Linked DNA regions of Columba livia: region 1 is linked to region 2. The links are chromatin contacts, called in public Hi-C maps. All regions are on one chromosome and are shown on one strand. Each heading gives the region's core, a stretch centred on a gene start, on an enhancer-like site or on the middle of the called end of the contact. The rest is flanking DNA. Distances are from core to core; before and after follow the strand shown.

Evidence for each region. A called contact is a pair of places that touch in the nucleus more often than the background predicts.
Region 1: a contact with region 2 is called in a Hi-C map of crop, with 2.4 times the contacts expected there. The contact joins two enhancer-like sites. A contact is called at or near these places in 2 of 2 Hi-C or Micro-C datasets (crop and liver).

The regions. Positions count from the first base shown.
Region 1 is chr6:24,003,759-24,009,709 of bColLiv1.pat.W.v2, forward strand. All of the region lies in intron 1 of LRMDA (leucine rich melanocyte differentiation associated), which reads left to right. Among named protein-coding and RNA genes, the nearest start is that of ZNF503, 8.2 kb to the right of the region's middle. Within about 2 kb of position 1,548, at least 3 of the 3 cell types and tissues checked have an H3K27ac peak away from gene starts, as active enhancers do.
Region 2 is chr6:23,879,189-23,885,051 of bColLiv1.pat.W.v2, forward strand. No RefSeq gene overlaps it. Among named protein-coding and RNA genes, the nearest start is that of LRMDA, 110 kb to the right of the region's middle. Within about 2 kb of position 3,318, at least 2 of the 3 cell types and tissues checked have an H3K27ac peak away from gene starts, as active enhancers do.

The DNA of each region.
Region 1 (5,951 bases), core at 298-2,797, 120 kb after region 2:
AAACGGCTGCGAGTAGCGCACAGTGCCGCTCGGGGGTCCCGTCCGCCGCGCTGTGTCCTGCTGCCGCCGGCTGGGGCTGAGCAGCCCGCCCGCCTGCGTGCGGCAGAGGGTCAGCGCTCCCAACACAAGCCCCAAGCTTTTAAATAATGATCACGGGGCTAGCGTGGCAAGTAAAGGAACTGGAAATTAGCCGACATTAAGCGAGAAATCATTAATCAGTTTGAGGCTGGTTGGGTCCAGTTTTCTTAAAGTGATTGAGGAAAAAGGGAGAAGGGTTTGAAGAACCTGGAGCACTTATACTCGCTTCTAAATTGCATTAAACTTCTAGTTATACACCAAAAATCCTTTCCTAAAAATAACTACTGCCAGTCACGTAAATTACTTGTGAACTGTTTCTTAGTTTGTTTGATTTCGATCACCCAGTAGCATTTCATGCTACCAGCCCCCCTTTGGATTTAGACTAATTTTTCAGCAGCGATAACGGGGCTGCTTTCTGTATCATGGCAGATTATTAGAAATTTATAATCTGCAGTTCACATTTGCCATCAAGATCACAGCAGGGGAAAAGAGAGACCAGAGTCTGCAGTAGCTTCAGTAATACCCGTTCACGGGTTCCATATGACAATGGAAAAAAACTGTTTTCAGAGCAGACTTGCTTGAGTTTAATATGCAGTGACTTCAGAAAGTACAATAAAATCAATTAATGTTGCGAAAGCATTGGCCAAAAAGAAAGCAGCGAAAGGATTTGTGGAAATGTAATGGATTTACAAGTGTTTATCCTGCGACTTGATAAACAGTAATAGGAAGGACGAGATGGTGAAAATAATTAGTCCCGCAGCCTCAGTTAATATGGACAATTCATTGTTATAATTTTGTCCTTTCAGTGGTTATTCAAATTTATTTTTTAGTTTCGTGATCTGAGGCGCAGGAGGATTGATCTGAAGTTTGGTCTTGGCTTCCTTGGGGGGTGCATTTCTGCTTCTGACGTTTTCTGTCTTCTCCAAGCCAAGCGTGATCTGTCATTCGCCAGGCTTCGCCACGCGGAGAGCTCGTTCTTAGTGTTTCTGCGTGTATGTTAAGGGCTATATGATTGCCCTTGGTAAATAATGTTACCCAACGAGGGATGGACCCTCTGTTTGCCTCCCTGTGAGCCGGCGTTTTCTCTCCCTTTTGATTTTTCGGATGCGTTTTCATGGGAACTTCGTAAGACCCGCGATGGGGAAGAGGCTGCGGAGCAACGCGAGCACCGGAAACTTTTCTGCTTGCTCGCACAAGTTCGCGGGCCTGTTATTACAGCAGAAACGAGACATCGAACACAGAGTAAAGATTACAATTTCCAGAAGTCAGAATTTATTACAGTTAAACTGTGATAAGATCCCATCTGTTATGAACACATGTAGCACCAATTGTTTTTCGTACAACTGCAATTTATTTACCCTTCAGAGTGAAGGAGATTACAAGCGCGATTAAAAAACAAACCGAAGCGGAGAGAGAGCCCGCCACCACCATGTTTTTTGTGTGGTTCGGCCTATCTGTTCTGATCTGGCTGGACCCGTCTGTCCCGCAGTGCTTGGGATGGGATCAGCACTTCCCCCGCCCGAGCGCGCGATGTGTCTCGGGTCCGCGCCGCGCACGCGGAGGCGGTCGCGCGGCTGTCACGGGGCCCTCGCGGGGAGCGGCCGCTCGCGCCTCAGCGGCTCCTTGCGCCGCGGGGCGCGGCAGCGCCGCCTGGCGGGCGGGAGCGCGAACCAATCCTCGCAGGGCCCCCGAGACAAAGGGCCGCAGCCCCCTCTGCCCTCCCGGGGGCCGAGCTGCTCCGCACCGGGTCCCCGCGTGGGTGTCCGCGCAAAATGTGCCACGCTCTGGCCTGCCCTTCAGGAAAGCAGTAACGTGTATTATTAACTGGAACGGGAGCCTGAAACGGTGGAGGGGGAGGGGAGGTATTTTTGTGTTCCCACTGGTCGTAGTGGTTGAGGAGCGAGGAATGTGCCTGCTCGTCGTCTTGCCCCATTCCACAGAAGTGGCTTGGATCAAGGAGCACGCGCTCCACAAAATAAAGCAGGAAAGACGAAGCAGTTACCAAAAAAAGAAATAAAATCCCACTTATTCTTACCGTGATAGCTCAAGAATGGTAATCTAATTTTGTTCCTTCAAACTGTTTCAAGGCATATATGTGTGTGTATATGTGTGTATATATATTCTCCAGGTTTCAGTGGGCGTCTTTCTGCTGCTCTGTTATCATTATTTCTTGCCTTGATGTGACGTTGAAGACAGATGACAGCATTGTCAGGTTGTCTTTAATTCATTTGAAGATTTAAAAAAAAAGTACACACAAGACTTCTTACAATATTCAAAGCCTGAACGAATTTACTTTTTTCACATGGGGACGGGATTGCTGGGAGGGGGGAGCGACTGATGAATTTCAGACATGAAGCGAGAACAAAGTCTGTGCATCGCTGTGTGCGCACACACACGCACAGAGCAAGACGGCCGGAGGTGGGATTTTTGCAGCAGCAGCACCTGGTTGCTCTTGATGGAGAAATACCCAGCATTAGGACAGTCTTTTCACATATACGCACAAGCTCGAATGTATAAGCTCCTCAAATTTCAGCCCTGTGTCCGCCAAAGCATTCCATCTCCAAATAAGTGGGAGCATACGGGCTCGGGGTCCGTCTTTTTTCTTTTGACACCTTTATGTTTCACTGCAACAACATTTGACTTTTTTTTTTTTTTTTCTTGAATGTAGTCTGCCCCGAATTTCCTAGGACTGAGTTGACAGAGAGATTTAGCAGGGATTAGACACCTCCGATCAGGACTGATCGCTTGCCTGCCGCAGGTCTGCTTGTGCAGCAGTGCGGGCTGCGCTTCGTGGTGCAGAGAGAACCGTGGGGTGGGGGTCTCAGCTTGGCGTTAGAAATACCCAAAATCTGGATGGAAAGGAGATTCGATGCTTGTAACTCCAGCGATTTTCCAACTGTAGATTCGTTCCTTAAACAAACAAACAAACAAAAAGCCCTACACAAAACAAACCTTAACGGCGCTCTACTGAAAGTCTCTAGTGAGAGCCAACAGTCTTAATACAAGGCAGCGTTTCTCTCCGTCTTTTCTAAAGATGAAAAACTGACTTTTGATCGATGTTTTTAAGGAATAGGAATGCACATTTACTTCTGTGTCGGAAAGCCTGGGCCTTCCATGACTCCACTTGCCTGGGTGATTTCGGTTGTCAATGTGGGCAGTTGATGACAAACCTCGAATTAGAGAGCGGAGGTTCAGCCCCGTTCGCCGCCCTGCCCGTACCTTGCTGCCTGCGCTGAGGGGAGCTCCAAAGGTACCGCATGGGCAGCGGCTGACGTGCTAGTCTTAGGAAATGGAGCCTCTTATCGCTGAGGAAAATCTTCCCGTCGTAAAGGCATCACTGTATTTTAGCTTTGGCAAATATTTTGCATTCTAAAATTAAGCAAGCAAACATATATGTGTGTGTTTGGTGTGGACTTGTACGCATAAGCCAAGGTGCATATACCCATATAGGTTCAGATATATTGCAGAAACCCCTTTGCTGTCTGTGGAGTCTGGTGTTTTATTGTTTCATAAAACCAGCTTAATTACATTTCCCCATAGATAAGATAAACAGAACCCTTCTTTTCTAAGTGTTGCTTATCAGAAGTACTTTGTCGAAGTGGAATCCAGAGTAAGCCTTCGAGAGGGGATGAAAATGCATTAATTTTTATTTTGGTTCTTCCGTTGCACTTAGCATCTGACAAGAGTTGATTTAAATATTACATGAGTTTAACTTTAATGTTCAAAAAAGATTTGTGAGAACGATGAAAGTGTTTAATTTAAACTAATGTATGCCTGACTCTGGTCAGATTGATCGGAGTTTTGGGTTTTGATGGGTTTTGCCCTTCTGTTGCTTGTCCTCTCGAGCTGGTTTTTCACTGTGAAATTATTTTAGTTCGGTGGCATGGACCAGCGGCTGCTGTCAACTCCACAACCCATCCAGTTAGTAAGAACGGGGGGGGGGGGGGTGGGCAAATAACAAATGCAGTTCCTTTTACCTAAAAACCTTAATGTCCATAAGTCAATCTCTGTTAGGAGGAAAAAAAAAAAAAAAAAAAAAAAAAAGGAAAAAGAAAAAAGGCAAATTTGCTAGATTAATATCAAAATACTACGTGACACTTGCCAGGTCAAATACTTAACAAACCTGGAAGAGAGACCTCCTTACCACCACTCTACATATAAAATAAGCTATTTTAATTTTTCATTAATCTTGGCGACAGTGACTGAGCAAAACAGTAATAATAACTTTAAGTGTTCATTTCATCACTTGCATCAAAATCTTTGTGTATAACTTTCCAGAGCTGAAATTCATAAAACTGCAGTTCGGGCTCCCAGACAGAAAATGCCTCGCTCGCTCTTCTGAAAACAGCCCCCGCAACACCTGATTGCTGACGGGGTTTAACTAGCGAAGTCCGAGCTGCAGCTGTTAGAGATCTGTAATTGTAAAATACGTGAACATAAGAGGAGTGTGTGCGGTGGTGGTAGTGGCGTGGGTTTTGTTTGGGTTTTTTTTTATTTAGTTTGTTTTTTGGTTTTGTTTTTTTTTTTGTTTTGTTTTGTTTTGGTTTGGTTTTTTTTGTTTTGTTTTTTTGTTATCGCGGCGAATCTGTAGTAGTTGCTTGCACGCTCAGATAGAGCCTGAAATGTATTTCTCCTTGAATTAAGGGATGGTTAAAACAGCGAAGTGGGGAGGGCAGGCTGGCAGCGCTTGCGGAGAGGGCGGGGGGCGTGCGGCGTGGGGAGAGGGCTGCGAGCTTATTCTGCCTTTCTCGGACTCTCTTGATAAATCCTCCACCACCATCACGCCCACCGCCGACCCGCAAAGCCCTTCTTCCGATTACTCGCTGCTTTGTATCCGCTTCCTATTTTATTATTAACGTTTACTTGGTACGGTTAACAGTACTGCCCTCCTCTCGCGTTCGCTAACTCATCAGTTCATAACGAGAGCTCATTTTACACTCCTTAAAGCAGAGATACGCGATGGTCCCTTTCCCATTTAAGGGGTGGGAAACATTTGGTTAAAGCACAAAACATTTCCCGTGCCGCTTTTGGATCAGCGTCCCAAAAGAGCCGCAGCGCGGCCCAGCACCCGCCGGTCCCGCGTCCCCGTCTGCATCCCGGTGCCAGGCCCGGCCCCGGCAAGGCGCCCGGCTGCGGGTACCGGGGCGCCCGGGCGAGTACTTGAGTTTCATTAGCTTGCTGCTTTTCTCTCCTTTGCACATTAACGCTAACTTCCACTAATTATCTGGAGTAAACGTATTAGACTAATTAGCATCTGGGCACCACGGGAAACTTTGAACAGTAATTATATTGTGGGGGATACAGAACAAGAGAGAAACCCCAGTGATTTATCAAGCAGAGTCGCCGCTTGCAACTTTTCCCCCTGCCAGCGCGTCTTTTTGGGGCCGGGGCAAGGGCAGCCCGCGGCGGAGGGAGCGGGTCTGTGCGAGGGGCAGCAGGTACTCGGCTCCACCCGAGCTGCTCCTCGCAAGCGCCTGGCAGATCGCGGGAGCAAAGCCCTTCGCCAGCGTCGCCTTTACGGACTTGGGTATCCCTTTTCCGTCTGATCCCGGCGGCAACGGTTTGTTCCGCAGTTTTGGTAGCCGATTTGGCTTTTCCGTTGAAGCCTCCGCACCTACCTGAGTGCAGAGCGACGAGTCGGAGCCGGGCGGTGGCCCTGTGCGCTGGGAAACCCGGGCTGGGGAGGCAAAGACGCGGTGTAGGCAGGGGCAGCCCCTCAGCATCACGTCGAGTTTGGCACTGCGCTTCAGGAGAGAGCAAACTCGGACCAAAGAACTGATAGACTTTCTTTTGTCTTTCCCCTTCCTCTCCTTTTTGAAAGAAAAGTAGTTCTCAGAGCAGTCCATTTTTTTTAACATGATGATCGTTTGTGC
Region 2 (5,863 bases), core at 2,068-4,567:
TTTGCTGTTGTGATTCCCATTACAAAGTTACTCCCTCCTCTGACTTTTGTCCAATTTTGGTTCAGGTCTTGCAGGCCAGAGAGCTGATAATGAAGGATGACAGCTTCCTATGTGTTTCAGAGAGAGAATCCCAATTGCTGCTCCTGGGCTCAATGAGAGGTAAGCCTGCTTTCTGCAGAGGTGTAGGTGAAGGAGCAAATAATCAAGGTGAGCTTGCTTTGTGTGGATGGCTGATAGAGGACACTACATTTCACCAAAGGGTAAAAGTTTTCACTTGTTTCTGCTCCGAGTTCAGTTCGACTCACCGGCCAAAGACTTGATAGTCCCTTTTCAAACTTGTGAGTTTTCCAGGCCCTTGGACAAATACTTCAGAGCTGTTGATATTCAACCTCTTGCCTCGTCCCCTCTTTTGCTTCATCCTGCCCCACAAGTAAATTTAATAGTCTGTGAAAAGTGATGGGTAAGTAGGTATAGGGAGGGGGGACTAATGACATGTTCAGTCACCTCTGAAGAAATTAAGCCAAACATTTGTCTGGTAGCAGAATATTTCTGGAGCAGTTTGTCTGTTTTCGAATAACAAGCTTAACGCAATAATGTCATTACCCAGCTCTAAATTCAAGTATGTGTTTTCACTGAAACACAATAGAAGCTGAGCTATCAGTCAAATACCTCAAATACCAGTTTCGCTGGCAGAAGTATTTCTGAATTTTCCGCTCTTACTTATTTAAGGCTGCTTTTGGCATGAGATAAGCGTATCTTCTTGAGGCTGATTAAAAGACTTCTGGGTGGAAAGAAGGCAGAGTATAGGAAAACATTCACTGTGCTTGTTTGTTCTGATTTGTTTTTATTAGTATGTGCTTTAAATTCAGTTTCTGAGAAAAATTATTGATTCATTTTCTGCTCTGAATGTTGTACGTCCTTTCTTATGAAAAGCCTGAATTTCAGAAAAACCAACAGGTAGCATTCATGAAGAGTCAACCATCATTTTTATTACTCCACTAATCAACAAACCTCCATCTCCTTCCTTGCTGTAAATCTGCTCCCGTTGCCTCAGATGTTAACTCTATGGTCAGTTCTCTTTAATCTTAGCACCCTCTGCTGTGGACGGCTATAATAACATCGTATTTAATTGTTCTTGGTTTATAACGTATGTATCTCTTTTTGTACCAAAGGATCTACAAATGCAACGCAGCTTGTGTCAATGGAGCTGCATGTATCTGGTATGAAAAATGTATTCTCTTTCTTGTGTTAATCTGGAAGGTAGTTTTTTTTTCAAATGTTTACTGAAGAAAATATGTGTAGAATGCAGACAAAAGATTTTTAAGTGTTCTAGATTAGAGAGGATCCTGAACCAACATCTTAATCTTTGCAGAAGAGTAGTGTAGATGTGCAACCATGCTTGAGTCTGGAGATACCAGTCTTGCACATGCTATAAGGAAAAGTTTATATGTGCCATGTTTTGTTCCTGTGGAACGTGCACTGATCATAGAATCATAGAATAGTTTGGGTTGGAAGAGACCTTTGAAGGTCATCTACTCCAACCTACCTGCAATGAGCAGGGACATCTTCAGCCAGATCAGGTTGCTCAGAGGCCCAGCTCAATCTCTCCCCTATCTTAGTTTAAAACCATTAGCCCTTGTTCTATCATATCACTTCTATCTCTGGTGTCAAGTTTTCTACATGCACAGAGGCACGTGGGTTAAAATTGGCTTTGTTGGCTCTCGTTTATCCAGACATTCTCTCTTGCCAGTACAGTCCCTAGCTAGTTCTTCACATCAAGGCATCTCTTGTGCCAGCAAGACTGGACCAGGATGTGGCCCATTGTTTCTTTTTTTTTTTTTTTTTTTGTTTTTGTTTTTGTTTTTTTTTTTTTTTTTGTTTTGTTTTGTTTTTGTTTTTTTTTTTTGTTTTTAGGAAAAAAAAATAAACCACTTTTTAAGTGTCAAAACAGACAAGAAGTGATAAGCAAGTATACTTATCTGCCTAATTTATAAAGAGAACTTTGCAGAGATTATACTTGAAAAATCAAGCTTTGTTATTGTATCTTTCAAGTAACGAGTTCCATTTTTTAATCTCTCGGTGGCAGGAGAGGAGTAGATTTGATTTCAGCACAGATACAGCCTGAAAACTGGAGGAAGAAACCGTTCCTGTTAGGTAAACTATGGTCAATTCCTTAATGAAGCTTCTTGTCATAGATCCTCAGATGGGAACACTGTTTCCAGTGACCCTTTCTTTTCTTCTCCCTCATCTCACATTTAGAACCTTTCTCCAACTCGTCAGGCTTGAAGGCTAACAAGATGGCTACACCAAAAGGATGCTTTCGAAAAATGCCATTACTTTAGATAACATATGAGCAGTTCTCTGTACTTCCAGTGTCTTCCTTTAAATGCTTAAGTATTTGTTTTCAACCCTCCCTTCATCTTTCTTATTTTGACTTCCAGAATGCAGCGTGTGTAACAGCAATAGCAGTATGAATCAGTCATTTTCCTTCTCACTCCTCCAACTCCATCTGCTGATCACTCATATGAGAGCTCTAACAGCAGATCTGCTTCTGAGGATTGCTGAAGACATGAAACAGTGAAAGCCTTCTTGTCAAGCTTCCAAGAGCAAATAGCAGCAGAGATGAGATTTTGAGTACATTAGTAATAATACCGTATTGATCTCAAAACTCTTTGCAAACATTAACTAATTAAGCTTCAAAGCAGTGAAGTAAGTTTGCATTGATGAAGCCTATTTAGCAGATAAAGAAGTGAAAATAAACAAAGGGTAAGTGAAGTGACCGGCATCACGTGGTGAGTGAAGGTCAGAGAGTGTCCTGATTTCTAGTTCTGCCTTTTATGTGATCTCATTGAGAAAATTTTTCCAGTGAAGCATGCAGCTTCAAATTGAGTCATTTGGGATGTTTTATTACAAGCCTGAGCATTTCTTACAAGAATCAAGATGATATAAATGCTCATGAAAGTAATAAACATTTTTAGCCACTCAGGTCCAGCTTTGATTGACAAGGAGCCATTTCTGAAAGCAGAGATGGGGCAGCAGTGGCCGTGTGGTGTTCTGTGTGGTGAGTCTTTCTTTTCTCATTTGTGGTGCTCTGGCGGTACTATCTGGATAGAAAACTGCCTTAACCTGCAAAATGGGAATCTACATGGGCTTAACACTGATGTCATGCATCTCTCCCACCCTTCCTATGAGAGGAGTAAAGCCTTCTCAAGGGATTGCTCTGCTCCAGTGATCCCAGCCAGTCGGTGCAGCCTTCGGGGGCTATCATAGACTGGAATGGCTTAGAGTCAGTGGAACAACCCTGGCTTAAAACCAACATAACAAAGTGGAGGATTGGGCACACAGTAAGTGAATCATGCAGAACAGCATTGACCCAAACAGAGGATGACAGCTTAGAGCAGGTTCCTCAGAGACGTCAAGTTATCCTTGGAAAGGCAGGTCTCAAAGCCAAGGCTTATGCTTTCTTAATGGGTTTCATTAGGCAGAAAGGAAAGGAACTGGAAAAAATACTTGTAGCTTAAAAGGGAACAGCTTCAGCACAGTCTAAAATTTGTTCCATTTTTCAATAAAAGAAGCCAATGTTGCCTTGAAATTCATGTCCCTTCAAAGTTCAAGGAGGCCTGTATTGTTGGCCTGCTCAGTCAGAATGCTCCAGCCACTTATTGTATGTGGATTGCACTCCAGGGACTGACTGAAAAAATATGATTTAGTGAAAGCTTGTACCCAAAACACATCATTGGCCTCTGATCTCTGAACATTTAAATATTTCAAGCTTACAAGCAGACGCTGTCACGAGGACAGACCCTGATCCCTAGCTGATTCTAGAACATCTGTTGAGGCATTTACCAAGTTAATAGATTAGCTATGAGAATCAGGCAGGTGTTTTTCACCAAAGCCAGAAAACATCAAAATCAGATTGCCCTCCAAGTCTTTCAGCACAGGCAATCGAGTTAGAATGACTCATAGAGTCTAACAGATAATAAAACACACATAACATTTGCTTTAAGGTACAGGTGGGGATATTTTGTACTGTGCTTAGGAGAAAGAAAAACTAACTCTATTTGGGAATAGAGTAATTGAATACAGATGGGAGGAGGCAAATGAAAGAATTTAGCAAATATCTCAGTGGAATAGCTAATGGGAACGAGACAGAATAGGAAATTAAAAATTATTCGAAGCAGATGGACCATTCTTTGAGTTTTTTAAAATTTATTAGGGCTGCGAAAAAAATGTGTCTGTTTATTTTCCACGGCCATGAAATTAATGACTTGGTGAGTTGTGCTTGTGCAATTTTATGACTGCCATGTCATTTGTCATAATTTGGGTGCTGTTTGATATGGATTTATGAATATTTCCTCCCCCCAACATGATTTATGGGTGTTGGTCATATGTGAATTAGACTGTCACCTTTAGTATGAAAAAGTACAAATGACAGATTATAAAAAAAAAAAAAGTGCTCAAGTGCTTAGTGCTGGAAAGCAGAGTTCACAAATCCCATCCTCTGCTGCTGCTTTGGAAGTTTTTGCTTGGAGCTGACAATTAAATATTTGGAGTTGAGTCAAGCATATGGGAACACTGAGAGGGCTTGAACAGATCTGAACTCATCTGAACTTCACCTGTGAAACTCAGCTTGAGTCATCCTTTCCTTGTACTGTGCACTGAAGAAAAAATAATATATCTACATATATGTATATATACACACATACATACACACACACACATACTACTTGCCATAGGAACAGCTGATTTACTGTACCAGAGCAGCAAGCTGGCTTAGCAAATTTGCTGTCTTGCTTCCAGTAGTGGCTAGTTCTAGGTGAAGCTTCCAAGAAAAGTGAAAATAATCTCACACGATATGTCCAGTTATGCTGCACTGCATAGTTGAAGGAGTGAAGTTAAAGGATATACAAAACAGTCAGCTGGATTTCTGTCATAAAAATAGTACCCTAGGTTTAGATCCAGAGCCCAGCCTTTATACTGTTATAGCTTCCACCAAACCTGTTAGTATTTGACATTTGTTTTGCAACATGTAGCAACAGGATGCACCAGTTTAGGATGGGAGAAGAAGCATAGTTGCTGCTGGATTTGAGCCACCTGACTTTAAGCATAGAACTGAGGCACCTAATTTAGTACCTAATCACCCGAAGCTCTCCCATTGATGCTGGAAAGTGATATGCACCTCCAGAGGGCAATTCGGCCCATGTGTCTCCATCCGTTGATTATGCAGGCAGACTAAAACAGAACCCCTTCCTAATTTAGCTCCCCAGTTTGGTGTAGAAAGTCATGTGGGAGGAATTATAGCCCAGCATGGCGTATAGCTTTAAAAAGAAAAAACAATACACCTTGCACGACAACAAAACATTGCTGATCATCATGCTGAGCTAGCAAATGTTTCTTTGTGGGGATATGACTGATTCTTTCTATGATTCTTAGATGACCATATGCTGAAGCCCATTTACTGAGCCCCCAGTAACATTGCTTCTGCAGTGAGAGGCTGGTAATTCTTAGTAGTAAGTATCTCTGTACTTGTGGGGAACAGATGGATTACTTTGCAGGGAGCCACCAGGACAGACTTTGCACTTCTGGATAGAACACATTACCTTGAAGGGTAATTGATCTCTCTCTCTCCTTGTTTTGTTTTTGTTTTGTTTTTTTTCCCCTGTAGATGATCAAGCAAGAACCTGTGTTAGCGAACCAGTGTTGTGTCTGCTCTTGTGACAGGAGCTGAGATGCTTTAAAGTGGTATTCAGCAGCTTCACAGAACTGGAGTTTCTGGCTAAAAAGTAACCAGGATCACCGGTATTGAATTCCAGACTGAGGTCTAGTGATCTCAGCTTAGTCATCAGGAAATCTCCACAGCTAC